Linked DNA regions of Rattus norvegicus: region 2 is linked to region 1. Evidence: chromatin contacts called from public Hi-C data. All regions are on one chromosome and are shown on one strand. Each heading gives the region's core, a stretch centred on a gene start, on an enhancer-like site or on the middle of the called end of the contact. The rest is flanking DNA. Distances are from core to core; before and after follow the strand shown.

The links. A called contact is a pair of places that touch in the nucleus more often than the background predicts.
Region 2: a contact with region 1 is called in a Hi-C map of Schwann cells, with 1.7 times the contacts expected there. The contact joins the enhancer-like site here to the promoter of Izumo1r in region 1. A contact is called at or near these places in 3 of 12 Hi-C or Micro-C datasets (Schwann cells, frontal cortex and hepatocytes).

Annotation. Positions count from the first base shown.
Region 1 is chr8:20,027,338-20,033,282 of GRCr8, reverse strand. It overlaps Izumo1r (IZUMO1 receptor, JUNO), which reads left to right and starts at 3,705. Exons shown (of 5, transcript NM_001398801.1): 1 at 3,705-3,759; 2 at 4,975-5,115; 3 at 5,671-5,859. The coding sequence starts at 4,978. LOC134479994 (a long non-coding RNA gene) reads right to left here and starts at 4,187. Exons shown (of 7, transcript XR_010054081.1): 1 at 3,817-4,187; 2 at 1,942-2,528; 3 at 1,200-1,610.
Region 2 is chr8:20,127,516-20,133,460 of GRCr8, reverse strand. Panx1 (Pannexin 1) reads left to right here. Exons shown (of 5, transcript NM_199397.2): 5 at 30-850. The coding sequence ends at 109. Among named protein-coding and RNA genes, the nearest start is that of Panx1, 41 kb to the left of the region's middle. Within about 2 kb of position 2,715, at least 27 of the 93 cell types and tissues checked have an H3K27ac peak or open chromatin away from gene starts, as enhancers often do. A contact at or near this core is called in Schwann cells, where this site is marked.

The sequences.
Region 1 (5,945 bases), core at 2,456-4,955:
GTGTGTCTGTGTGTCTGTGTGTGAGTGTGTGTGTGTGAGTATGTATGTATGAGTGTGTGTGTCTGTATGTGTGTGTGTATGTGAGTGTGTGTGTGTGAATGTGTGTGTGTGTGTGTGTGTGTGTGTGTGTGATCTTGTTCTGGATTCTATGGTCTGTTCCCAGAGCTGGTATGTATTGCCTTCTTTTTGAAATCAGGCCTGTTCCTTAAATGGAGACAAATGGGGTTTATGTTGTCTATTTCAAAGTAAGTTCTCTCGTGGTTTGAATTAAATAAGAAAAAAGAAAGAGGATGGGAGAAGACAGGAGATAATTTGAAAGACAGGAGAAGGATGTCTGAGAGTAGGAGGATGGGAAAGAAAGGGAGAGAGTAGAAGACATGGGGCTGAGTCATAGTAAACCAGGGAGCTGTCTGGACCAGTGCTCCTGCTCTCTAAAGGCACGTCACCATGGACTGTCCACTCTTGGTCAGGCTTGTGTCTGCCTGAACCGTGGACAGAGGGAGGCTGGGGGAGGCTGACAGGTGCTCCTTGGGGCAGAAGGCAGCTGTGGGAACAAAGCTATAGCAGGAGACATCAGACCCAAGAGAGCGTCTCCCCAAACCACAGAGACCGCAGAGCATCTTCCCTGGTGGGCAGAGGCAAGCGGTCCCTTCTGGGAACCAGAACTGTGTAGGAGTCTCTAGACGCTGAGGCTGAGGGTGAGTGGGCTGTGAGAGAGTGAGCCTTGCCAGGGAGACACCCTCTGGGAGCAGGGCAGCTTCAGATTTACAAGAGTCAGACAAAAGAAAGGGGCTGAGTTCAGCCTGTGAAACCAAGGGAGGGTGAAAGGAGAGAAGTGATTTCCTAAAGTTGTCCTCTGACCTGGGCACTCTCCCTATGGCTCATATGCCTACCCCATCCAGGTCACACACACAGACCAATAATTAATTCAAATAAGGAAAAAATGGACCTCGGATTAAAATAGAGAAATACACGGGGACTAGATTAACAACAGGGCCCGTGAGGAGGGTCAGTGGTTAAGAGCACCGGCTGTTCTTCCAGAGGACCTGGGCTCAATTCCCGGCATCCACATGATCGCTCACAACTGTCTGTAACTCCTGTTCCAGGAGATCTGACACCCTCATACAGACATGCAAAACAGCAACATACATGAAATTTTAAAAAAATATATATTAAAAAGGGAGCCCACAAACACTTACCCTAATGGATACACAGATTTTAAATGCGAGTGTCTGGCAACCATCTTTATGTTTTTAAAGGATCATTCTGGCATTTTTTTGTTTTAAAAAAAAGTGACAAATATTGGAATCTGGCTGAGGATGTGCTTGAATGGCTTGGAAGTTCCTCAGTTCCTGCTTCCAGGTGCCCGTGGGACAGATCCCTCAAGAAGGAGATGGATGGTTGGCTCAAATGAACGCCCTCCCTCTTAAAGAGGAAAACAGAGCGTATAAAATCACACTGGAGATGAGTATCCACTGTGAAATTCTCTCAACTTTCCCGCAGTTTGGAAGAGTTTACAGTAACGCCCTGGGGGCGGGGGTATCATCTTGACTGTTGCGTGGATAGTGCGGTGGAGGGAACCTGTTTGCAGTATCTGAGCCTGGCCCCAGCTGCAAAAAGAAACAAGCGGGTTAAGTCAACAACACCTCACGTTTGGGTGAACCACCCAAGAGCGCTGCCCCTCTGCAGGAGCTACAAACTTGCAAAGAAGCTTTAATTATGTAGGGTAAGGAGGAGGCTTCAGAATTAGAGCCGCTAGGGGGCCTCCTCACTGGCATCTGACTTCAGAGGCCCTGGGGAGCTTTTTTGTCTTCAGAGGCACTGTTTTGGATGGCCTGGTAACCCGAATGGTGGGACAGGACAGTCATCATCCTCCAGCATCCCTGTGACTTCAGGTCACTCCACCCCCACCCCCTTCAGAATCCCTTAAACTGGCTGCACCTCTTCCTCCGGTCTTTAATCCGTTGTTGTTTGCAGCTGCTCCGAGTGGCACCATCTACAGCCAGCCCTGATTTAGCAGCCTTCAGTCAGGAAACAGATTTCTCTGGAACACACTCGGACACAATAGGGCAAAATGAGCTCTGCTCAAGGGCCTCAAACTGCTTCTCCAGGGACAGATGCCTGGCCTGGAGGCTCTCCGAAAGGCAGCCTCTGCGATCGCCCCTCCCCCAGTCCACCTGCGCCCATGCTGGCCGCGACTTTGACTCGTTTCCTACAATTCTGTCCTGGAGGTGGCTAACGCTGCCGTCCTCCTTGTCCCTCTCCCTCCTTGCGAAGGACGTTTTTCCATTCCAGTAATGAGTGTGACTCATTTCTGGATTCTTGCTCTTGCCACATCCACAGTCATTTTAAACTTAATGTTCAATTCCAAATCGCTTACTTGTCAAGACTCGTTGCTCCCTGGGTGTCTATTCAGAACAAGTGTGAGTCCCCGTCTCTGCTGTCCCTGTGGACGCCGATACAAGGAGACCCTTGAGGCAGAAATGCCTTCCCATTTGGCCTCTGATTTCCAGAAGGGAGTCTCAGCTCTGTGGGAGACAGCACATGGAAGTTGGGCTGATAAACATCACCGCTCTGTCTCCAACCCCTAAAGCCAGCACATGCCCCCCCCTAATCCCAGTCTGACTGTGATGTTTAACTTTTTAAAAAAGACCTGGACAGTTCCTACCCCTCGGTCCTGGAGGTGATCCCCTCCCTCACCTGGTCCATAAGCATTAAATATGGAGTCAATCAAGCCTCGTTCAGATTCCAGCTCTCTGGACCTCTATCTGAGCCTCGGTTTCCCCTACATCTGAAAGAGAGTGCTCATTTGGGGGAATTCTTGCAGGCAGTAAGCCAGACCGGGTACCAGTGCCATAGGCTCCAGTCCCATGACTAGTCCTTCTGGATGTTCAATACTTTGTACCCGCGTGTGGAAACTGCCATTTTCCCTGCACATAATTAATATGCTTTGTACACTGACTGGCAGCCGAACATCGTGTGCTGTATTTTGTCTTCCTCAGCGGAAAACGCGGGAGGGTTATTTATTTATTTATTTACTATGTTTCTGTATGAAATTTCAGTGATTTTTGGCTACTTCTCCTTTGGAGGCAGAACATAAAAGACAAGTAAAGTTACAGGCATCACCTCCTACAGAACCTTTGGAGCAGCGGTCAGACCACGCCCCGGGTACAAATGCAGACGGTCCCTGCCCGGGCTGAGGGGCGGCTTTTGTTTCAGGTTTGATTTTTGCTTAAATCCTTGGCGCTCCAGGCTGCCTGTCTGTGCACCTGTGCGCTGCTAAGCTAGCTCCGGATGCTGTGGGAGGATGCTGTTAGCCAGGGGCCCCAGGGAGCTGAGCAGAAGAAGGGCCCCGTGGAACACTGGAGAGGAAGAGCGCGCTTCCGAGAACAAAAGATGAAGGAACTGTTAAGACATCCTTGTGCCGTGACCTTTTCGTGATCTCTCTTTCCTGACAGTCCCTGCCAACAGCTCTCATTACAGAGCACTAGACTGATAGAATCTAAGCTATCCCCAAGTTCTCGCAGGTTAGCAGCAGCGCTGAGAGTTGAACTTGTCCACTGCATGGATCTCTGGTACCGAAACGTCTTGTTTTTCTATCTTGAAGGCATGGAGGATGCTTAGGTCTGGCTACTTGCTGCTCTCCGCACCTGTAGCTCATAGAAGCTGAAGGGCAATAAAAGGCCAGTGGGTGGAGTGCCCTGAGCCTGCTCACCTCTCTGGGCCCAGGAAGAGCAACCAGAGGGCCCTGCCTTGAGGGTAAGTCTGAAGACAACGCTGAGAGGACTGACATCTTTCCTCTCTTGTCTATCTTACCTTCCTGGTCTTTGAGAAGAGTTGTTCTTTGTGCAAACTTGGAGCTCTGTGGGAAAACAGCCGTAGGTTTCGAGGTCGGGGTGGGTTCTGCAGTAGAATCTGGGTCTCTCTCTAATCCACATCTCAGACGTCCTGAGGTAGACATAGGCTAAACTGCTATGTGTAGGGCATGCTCCCAGCAGGCCTAGGAGCCATAGGAGCCATGAAGACCTGGCAGTGAGGACTGACTGGAGCCCTCCTGGAGCAGGGTGCACCCTTGCTCTAGCCGGGGGTGGGAGGGTACATCTTTCTGTCCATCCTCTCCACCCCCACCCATTGCCAGTACAAGCCAGAAGAGAACTGGAAATGTATCCGCAAACACCAAGGTACAAGCCAGCCTCCATGTTCCCGTGCTAGGGTTAAAGATGGAAGGTTCCTCAGCTCCTCATGCCTGACTGTGCTCCCAGCCCTTAGAGGCCAGCAGGATTCTTAGCGTTGTCTATTATGGCCTGACACTTAGGGTGTCTCTGAGATAGACTGGGGTGGGTTGAAATGAGCTAAAGAGAGCTCAGCGGTTGCAGGGACAGAGTGGGGATGAGCTACTCCGAGAAGCTCCATAGCCTGGTGCGGACCCTTCCTAGGGACTAGAATTAGGGTTGGCACGTGACGGAGAAAGCTAAGGCCAGCCTCAACCACCCCATCCCACCATATCCTTTGGCCATAAGGAGAATCTGCTTACTGGGATTGGTCACTTGGCCAAGAAGCTGTCTGCGGGCTGGGCCCAAAGCTCTAAACTCCCAGTCCATATATTACTGAGCTAGCAAAACCGCATCTAAGTGAACACAGCTTGAAAACATTCCCCACCTGCCCTCCTCTTCAGAGCTGTCTGTCTGTTTTTCCTTTTTCTTTTTTCTCTCTTTCCTCTTATTGCTCAGTTTGGTGTCTACGTTTCTACCATGGTTTGTACTGGGGTGTCAGATCCAAGTCATACTCTACGTTCTGTGATGTTGCTCTACACAGAAGGTTCTAGGAGCAGCCAGAGTGTTTCAGGGTTCCTAAGGGAGCCCTGGAGCCCCTACTCCCTCTCCAATGCCTGAAGGTTGGCAGGAGCAGGGTGGGTCTTACCTTCTTGGTCTTTGAGAATAATGTCCTCTCTACCTTAGGCTCCCCTCTCAACAGGTCATGGCACAATGGTGGCTGATCCTCCTGGGCTTGTGGACAGTCCTGCCCAGCTTGGCCGGGGGCAAGCTGCTCAATGTCTGCATGAATTCCAAGCACCACAAGCAAGAGCCTGGCCCAGAAGACAAGCTCTACTTTGAGGTACAGAGGAGCTGGCCCAGGGGCTGAGGAGGCTTCTTAGAATTATTGGAGAAGGAATACAGGCAAGATGGTCTCTGCACCCCATCACCCCTGATCTCTCAGTTCCTTAGTTTGGGGTCCATCCAGGGCTTTGCTGCTGAGCTGCTCTGGCTGCTTGGGAAACAGGTCATGTGGTGATCCCGGAGGATATGTTAGCTAACCATGGATCAGATCAAGCCTTCCTGTCAACATGGCGAGTCATAGACCTTGATTTGTGTCCTTTCCAGTCTCCTAAATTCCAACTATAAGTCCCTCCCACCCATCATACTGACCCAGGTTCCTGAACCTATTTTCTTTCATGGATTTATTACCTCCCTGGAGCTGATAGCAGGAAGCTATATTTGTGGCAGGAAGATAGGGAGGAAGGAGGTCAGTGGTCAGGTGCACCTCATTCTTCAGATGCTAGAGTCCCTCCTCTACAGAGGTGCTCATACGTCCCCTCTCCTGATACCCTTCTGCCCAAGCCACCCAAGCCAGCCTCTTACCCACCGTCTGTTGCCTCTGCCCCCGCCTCAGTGCATGCCCTGGAAGGACAATGCCTGCTGCACACGCGACACAAGCTGGGAAGCCCACCTTGATGAGCCCTTGCTCTTTAACTTCAGCATGACGCACTGTGGACTGCTGACCCCGCTCTGCCATAAGCACTTCATCCAGGCCATCTGCTTCTATGAGTGTTCCCCCAACCTGGGGCCTTGGATCCAGCCGGTGAGGAGACAGGAGGCAGACCCATGCAACACCCTTCCATTAAGTCCTAGGCTGGCATCTACAGGAGGCAAGTAGGACCAGGAGAT
Region 2 (5,945 bases), core at 1,466-3,965, 100 kb before region 1:
CTTATAAATAATGGTTTTAATTTTGACAGATTTGGACCTGAGCAGCGAGACGGCAGCGAACAATGGGGAGAAGAACTCTCGCCAGCGACTTCTGAATTCATCCTGCTAATGGTTTCATTCTTGAATTTCAAGCCTGTGACTCCTGTGGCTGACCCACCCCTGTTGGAACCGTAGCTAGTTTGCAGTATATGTTTTTGGTATCGATGTGGTGTGTGTCCTAAGACATAATGGCCCACAGCGTTATGGAAGAATAGCTAGGAACGTCCTTCAAGACTAAATATGGAAACGAGTAAGTGCTTTGTCTAAAGCCCTCGTCGGAGGGCTATTAAGAGAGAGCACAGAGCCTTCTAGAGCCCCAGAGAAGCACCGTTCTGGACTGGCAGTGCTGGGAGACCTGGAGCTTCTAGAGAACAAGCACTTTGTTTTGTGAGATAATAATAAACCTGTCAGGATGTAATTTAATAACCCCTTCTGTGTGCCCTTTCTGACTGTTGGACAAGAAGAGCATTCACTGGCCTACCAGGGAAATCGACCTGTTCGAGTGCAGCTGTGCCCTAAATTGGGTGTGACCTGCCGTTTGACCTCAGCACGGACAGCAGCCTGAGGCAGTGCTGACTAAACCCCAGCTATGGAGCCAGAGTCATGCCATGGTGACTCTCAGAAGGAAGGCTTGAGAAACCTTCCCAGTGGGAAACCTGAGTTTAGATACCTGAGGCAGGAGAACGGGATTTTACTGACGCCCATGTGAGGCACACTTTGTCCAATGAGGGCAGAACACGGAACTGACCTAGCAGTGGCCTTGGCCATTTGTTTAGATCAGATTGATTAAATTTAAGCCCAACTTTTAAAATTGCACATTGATTTATATAATCGAAGTCATTTGAGAAGAGCATTCCAGCACTGATAAGGGTTTTGGAGTAAGTCGTACAGTAGGAGGTTAGAACAGACTCTGGCATTGCTTTGTTTTGTTTGCATTGCTTTGTTTTGTTTTGTGACACGGTCCCCTGCCTCACTCAGACTCAGACTGCCCTCAGGGTCTTCCTTCCCTCACTCTTCCAAGCTGACCCAGAATTCGTTAAAACCTGATTACATTCTGACCACATGAGTGTGTTACATGTTCGCAGTTTATATAGAAATCTTTAGTCTTCACACCTTCCCAGTTTTACCAGGTTTAAAGGGAAGTCCTCAGGAACCTCCCAGTTTACTTTGGGTCAATCATAGGAACAATTGTTTACCTAATCTAATGGCTTTTGGTGAAATCGGAAGTTACGTTAAGTGGTTGTCTGCCTTTGGGGGTGTACAGAAAAGCAGGCTTTGCTTATACTTTCTACGTTGGGAAGTGAATATCAGGAGTGCGCTGGGTGCTTTGATTGGCACTGTCCCACGATATTTCTCCCTGTTGCGTTATGGTATGACGGAGAAGTGGTAACTAAGAAACTGGTTTTGTATATTTTTACATTGCCATGTCTGAGACATTCCATTACAGTTCTCTCTGTGTGTGTGTGTGTGTGTGTGTGTGTGTGTGTGTGTGTGTGTGTGTGTGTGGTTTATCTTTTTTTTAACTTCGAAATGACCTTTAAAATATTTTTTTAGCATATAGATTTTTCTTTTCAAAAAGCTCCGTCTTTTTGTAGCATATACCTATAACGTGTACTTGAAGGCAGTAAAAAACGATGTTTTATTTTAGAAGACCAGGAATGGTCTGAGCTAATCCTGCGCAACCTTTGGTCGGAATGTGCTTGGGGACCTCAACCTCTGTTTCATTTGGCCCTCCTATTCTCACCCAGAGCTCCGAGAGGACCCACAGCATCCCGGGCATCACACCTGGTACTAGCTGTGACAAATGAACAGGCAGGTCCTCTTTTGAGGGCACCAGAGCGTAGCAACAGGTAGTAAAGACCTAGATGATCACTAAAAAACCATAGATAGCCACAGGAAAGATCCTTCCAAAAATCCCTCTGTAGTGTTGGGAGGAGCCACGATGTCTGGTCCCCCTGTCCGGAGTCCCACAGATGGTGATTTATGGGGTCTGGTATTTTCATAGAGGCCAATGACTATTTCAGCCGTAAAGGCTCTCTGAGTCGAAGTTTAGATAAAGCTATATCAGTGGTTTTGAGCAGTTGGCTTAGTCGGCTTCTCTCCTTTCCAGGACATAAGGAGAAGCCTGTGGGGTGCGGCCCACGGTGCTGTAGTCGAGTTTATAGCTCCAAGGGGCCGTATTGGGATGCCCAGCAGTACCCTTCTGTCTGGTGACCCGAAAGCTGAGAGCACTTCTCTAGTGATGATGGTAGGAATTACTTTGTAAGCACTCTTCCTTTTCTTACGGACATACACAGACCCTAAATGACCACCCTGGGGCCACTAACCTTGTTTCCAGTCTTAGGGAAGTACTTCTTTCCTTAGTGGACTCCTGAGGCCTGCAAACCGGAGCCACACAGCGGCGTGGCAGTGAATAGTACAGATCATTCTGGAAGCAGGGTTCTGGCACATTTGCAGCCTACCAAGGGACACATAGTAGAGGCCCTCCAGCTCTGGGCGGGGGCTACTTTTAAAGCTACCAACACGTATTTTGTTGCAGCTCGTGCTTGCCGAAGTGTGAGCCCCACACTGAGTGGGGTGTACCTTGCCCTCGAGAAGGCTCTTGCCCTCTGCTTGAGACTTGGCGTAATTGGGTCATGTTTACACACTTCCTGAGAGAATGCTGCCTTCTTGTTAGTCACCTTCTCTGGAGTCAGACTCAGCAGTCAGTCAGGGAGGCCGGCAGCCTGTGCGACTAGGCAGCCAGCATTGGTTCTGTTTTCTCTGGAGCCATGAGGCTAACCCTTTCCTGTCTGGTCCCTGCTCTCCCTCTCCGGCGTGTCAGGAGGAAGGGGACAACATACCACTTACAGGGCATCATCCTGCTTCCCGGTGGCCGTGTTAGGGGCTCCACACTCCCATGTGTTTTTTGCATGTATGTTTTCACATATGACATACCCAAAACCCAGACCCTGTGACTTTGTTCCTGTGAAAGACGGGTGTCTACACCTCTCCTGATCCGCATCCTGCCTGGTTTAATCTGTATGTGTCAGAGCAGCGCAAATAGATCTACAAAGGTCAGGAGCTCTGATTTGCTGCTGTGTCACCAACTCTTAAGTCAGCTGAGACACCCCATGCCCTCTGTAAACGCAGGCAGAGTGAGCAAGCAGGGGAAACAGCAGGGAGGCCTGCTCCTTGGCATTTAGGATCTGATTTAAAAGGCACTGGTCTGCTGCAGGAGGAGGATGGTGGGAAGGCTCAGAAGGGAGCTCATAGCCTTTCCTGTGAGCAGTGGCTGAGTCTCAGCTTTTGATGTGGGATGAGTCACAACCACTTTCCAAGTTCAGCATGAGTTCAAGGCTCTCTTGCGGTGACGGTGACGAGGGAAGTGGGTGTCTTAAGGCCCTGGTCTCAGCAGTGCAGAATAAACCTCTTAAAGGAGCTGTGGCTAGAACGTGCAATTACCAATTAATGTTTTGTCTGCAGGCACTGGAGATGAACGGCTCCTTTGGGGCAATCACTGGCATTTTAGCCTTATTTCTCGTAAGAACAGTGAAAGCCTCTTAGAAGATTGACAGGGATGCTATTGTGTCAAATGTGGAATATAATAAGTGCTAATTCGTAGTTGGTTTTCCTGCCTGCATTAAATTAGATGTATTGTGTTTCTGGGTCCCTTTTTAGCTGTGAAATTAGTTGTCACTGAAGCATGTAGATTTTAATCAGTCATTGTTCTTAGGTTCCCGAAACCACAAAGTTTCGTGTGTCTTGAGGCACTTTCTTCCTTGCCCAACCACGGGAGAAAACAGTGGGATTCTGCAGTGTGATAAGTGCTCCCTAGGAAAACGGACACAATCAGTTCCACTTTTTCACAAGTTGGCCTTTTAAAAACATCATGGTTACAGTGTGCAGGCATTCAGTATAGTGATGCTCTGTGTGTAAGTTAAATCCCCTCTCCCTCCTTCCCTCCCTCCTCTGGTGGTGTGATGGTGGTGTGTATGTGTGTGTTTGACACAGGGTTTCTCTGTGTAGCTCTGGTTACAGAATTCTTCTGTTGTTTTCGTTGTTATTGTTTCGAGACAAGGTTTCTCTGTGTAGCCCTGGCTATTCTGGAACTCTCCACATAGACTGGACTGGCCTCAAACTCAGAGATCCACTTGGCTCTGCATCCTTAGGTGCTGGGACTAAAGGCATGTGCCTGGCTAAGTTAAATTTCTAATGATTACTAATGATTCTTTTTTTTTTTTTTTTTTTTTTTTTGCTGTGTCATTTGGTGAAAAAATCCGAGCTGATGAAGAACAGCTTTAAACACTTAAGTTCATCTTCAGTTTCGTTCCACAAAGTCCAGAGACCAAATGATGGTGTCAAAATAACCTTGTAAAGAACATGTCTGAAAGCTTATCACACTGCTGAACTTGGTGCTTCCACGGGAGGTGCTTGGAACTCAGTGCTTCCACAGGAGGTGCTTGGAACTCAGTGCTTCCATGGGAGGTGCTTGGAGCTTGGTGCTTCATGGAAGGTGCTTGGAACTCAGTGCTTCCATGGGAGGTGCTTGACCACACACACAGACATTTCTCTAAAGAGGCTGTTGTGTCTGCAGACAACAGCAAATGGTGCTTCAGTACTGTGCTATGTTTCTCTAAATAAAACTTTCTAAGTAACAGAGTCGAGTCATCATCTTTCTCGCCATCTTCAGGAGTCGCTTCACTGAAGATGGAGCCAGAGGATGAGGTTTGAAATGCACAGGGCTCATCCCTGCCTGGAAATGGGTGACTTTCAGGAGCTTCCATGATGTTTGCTAATGACTGTCCAGCCGGCAGTAAATGAGGGAGGTCCTTGATGAGAGGCCTACAGGTCGGTGTTTGTAAAGTGTACTGTCTGGTAGGGAGCTGTTTGGACCATGTGCTCATGGACAGGATTGGACCTGCTTACCTCTGCTGAAGGAGAGAACACTTCTGCTATAGAAATTAATACATCTCATGGGTTTAGTCATCCACAGGCACACCTCGTTAGAACTTAACAGAGTTCCTAGCAGGTGCTAAGCCCTCTGAATGCTTCCGGGTCCCCAGCTGTTCCCCAGGGATCAGGATGTTTCTATTGCTCCGCCACAAGTAACTGCATGAAAGCTCAAAGCATCCACTGCTGATCTTCAAGTTTCCAGAGTCAGGAGTTTGGACAGAGCTTAGCCAGGCTCTCAGCTCAGGGTCTCAGTGTGCAGTCTGGGAGGGTGACAGGTCGCGTCACCTGGAAGAGGCTGAGCTAGAGAAACTGCTGACTAGTCTCTAGCCAGCTGCCACCTGCTGCTCATCTTCAGGCTTGTGGCCCAGGTCCCTCCCCCTCTCTGAAGTAGCCACATGCTCTATTCTGTAATGGCCTTTCAGTCATGGATACTGTCCTGTCTTCTCCTTCCTAATCAACAATCAGCTCTAACTAATACCTCCTGCAGGATATCCTCCCACTTTCTCAGTAACCTCTGCTGACGCCTGTCCCTCTCACCATCCAGATAAACGCAGGAAGCAGGTTGGTTCCTTGTCCCTGTACTCCATTATCTGGTCCAATGCAAGGGTTGTTTGCCTGACAGCTTACTGTGAGCCCTGAGATTGCTAGGTGCCGAGGGGAGCACGGATCAGACGGGGAGCACGGACCAGATGGGGAGGACGGATCAGACGGGGAGCACGGACCAGATGGGGAGGACGGATCAGACGGGGAGCACGAACCAGATGGGGAGGACGGGTTAGTCGGGGAGTACGGACCAGATGGGGAGCACGGACCAGACGGGGAGCACGGACCAGATGGGGAGCACGGACCAGACAGGGAGCACGAACCAGATGGGGAGCACGGACCAGACGGGGAGCACGGACCAGATGGGGAGGACGGATCAGACGGGGAGCACGAACCAGATGGGGAGGACGGGTTAGTCGGGGAGTACG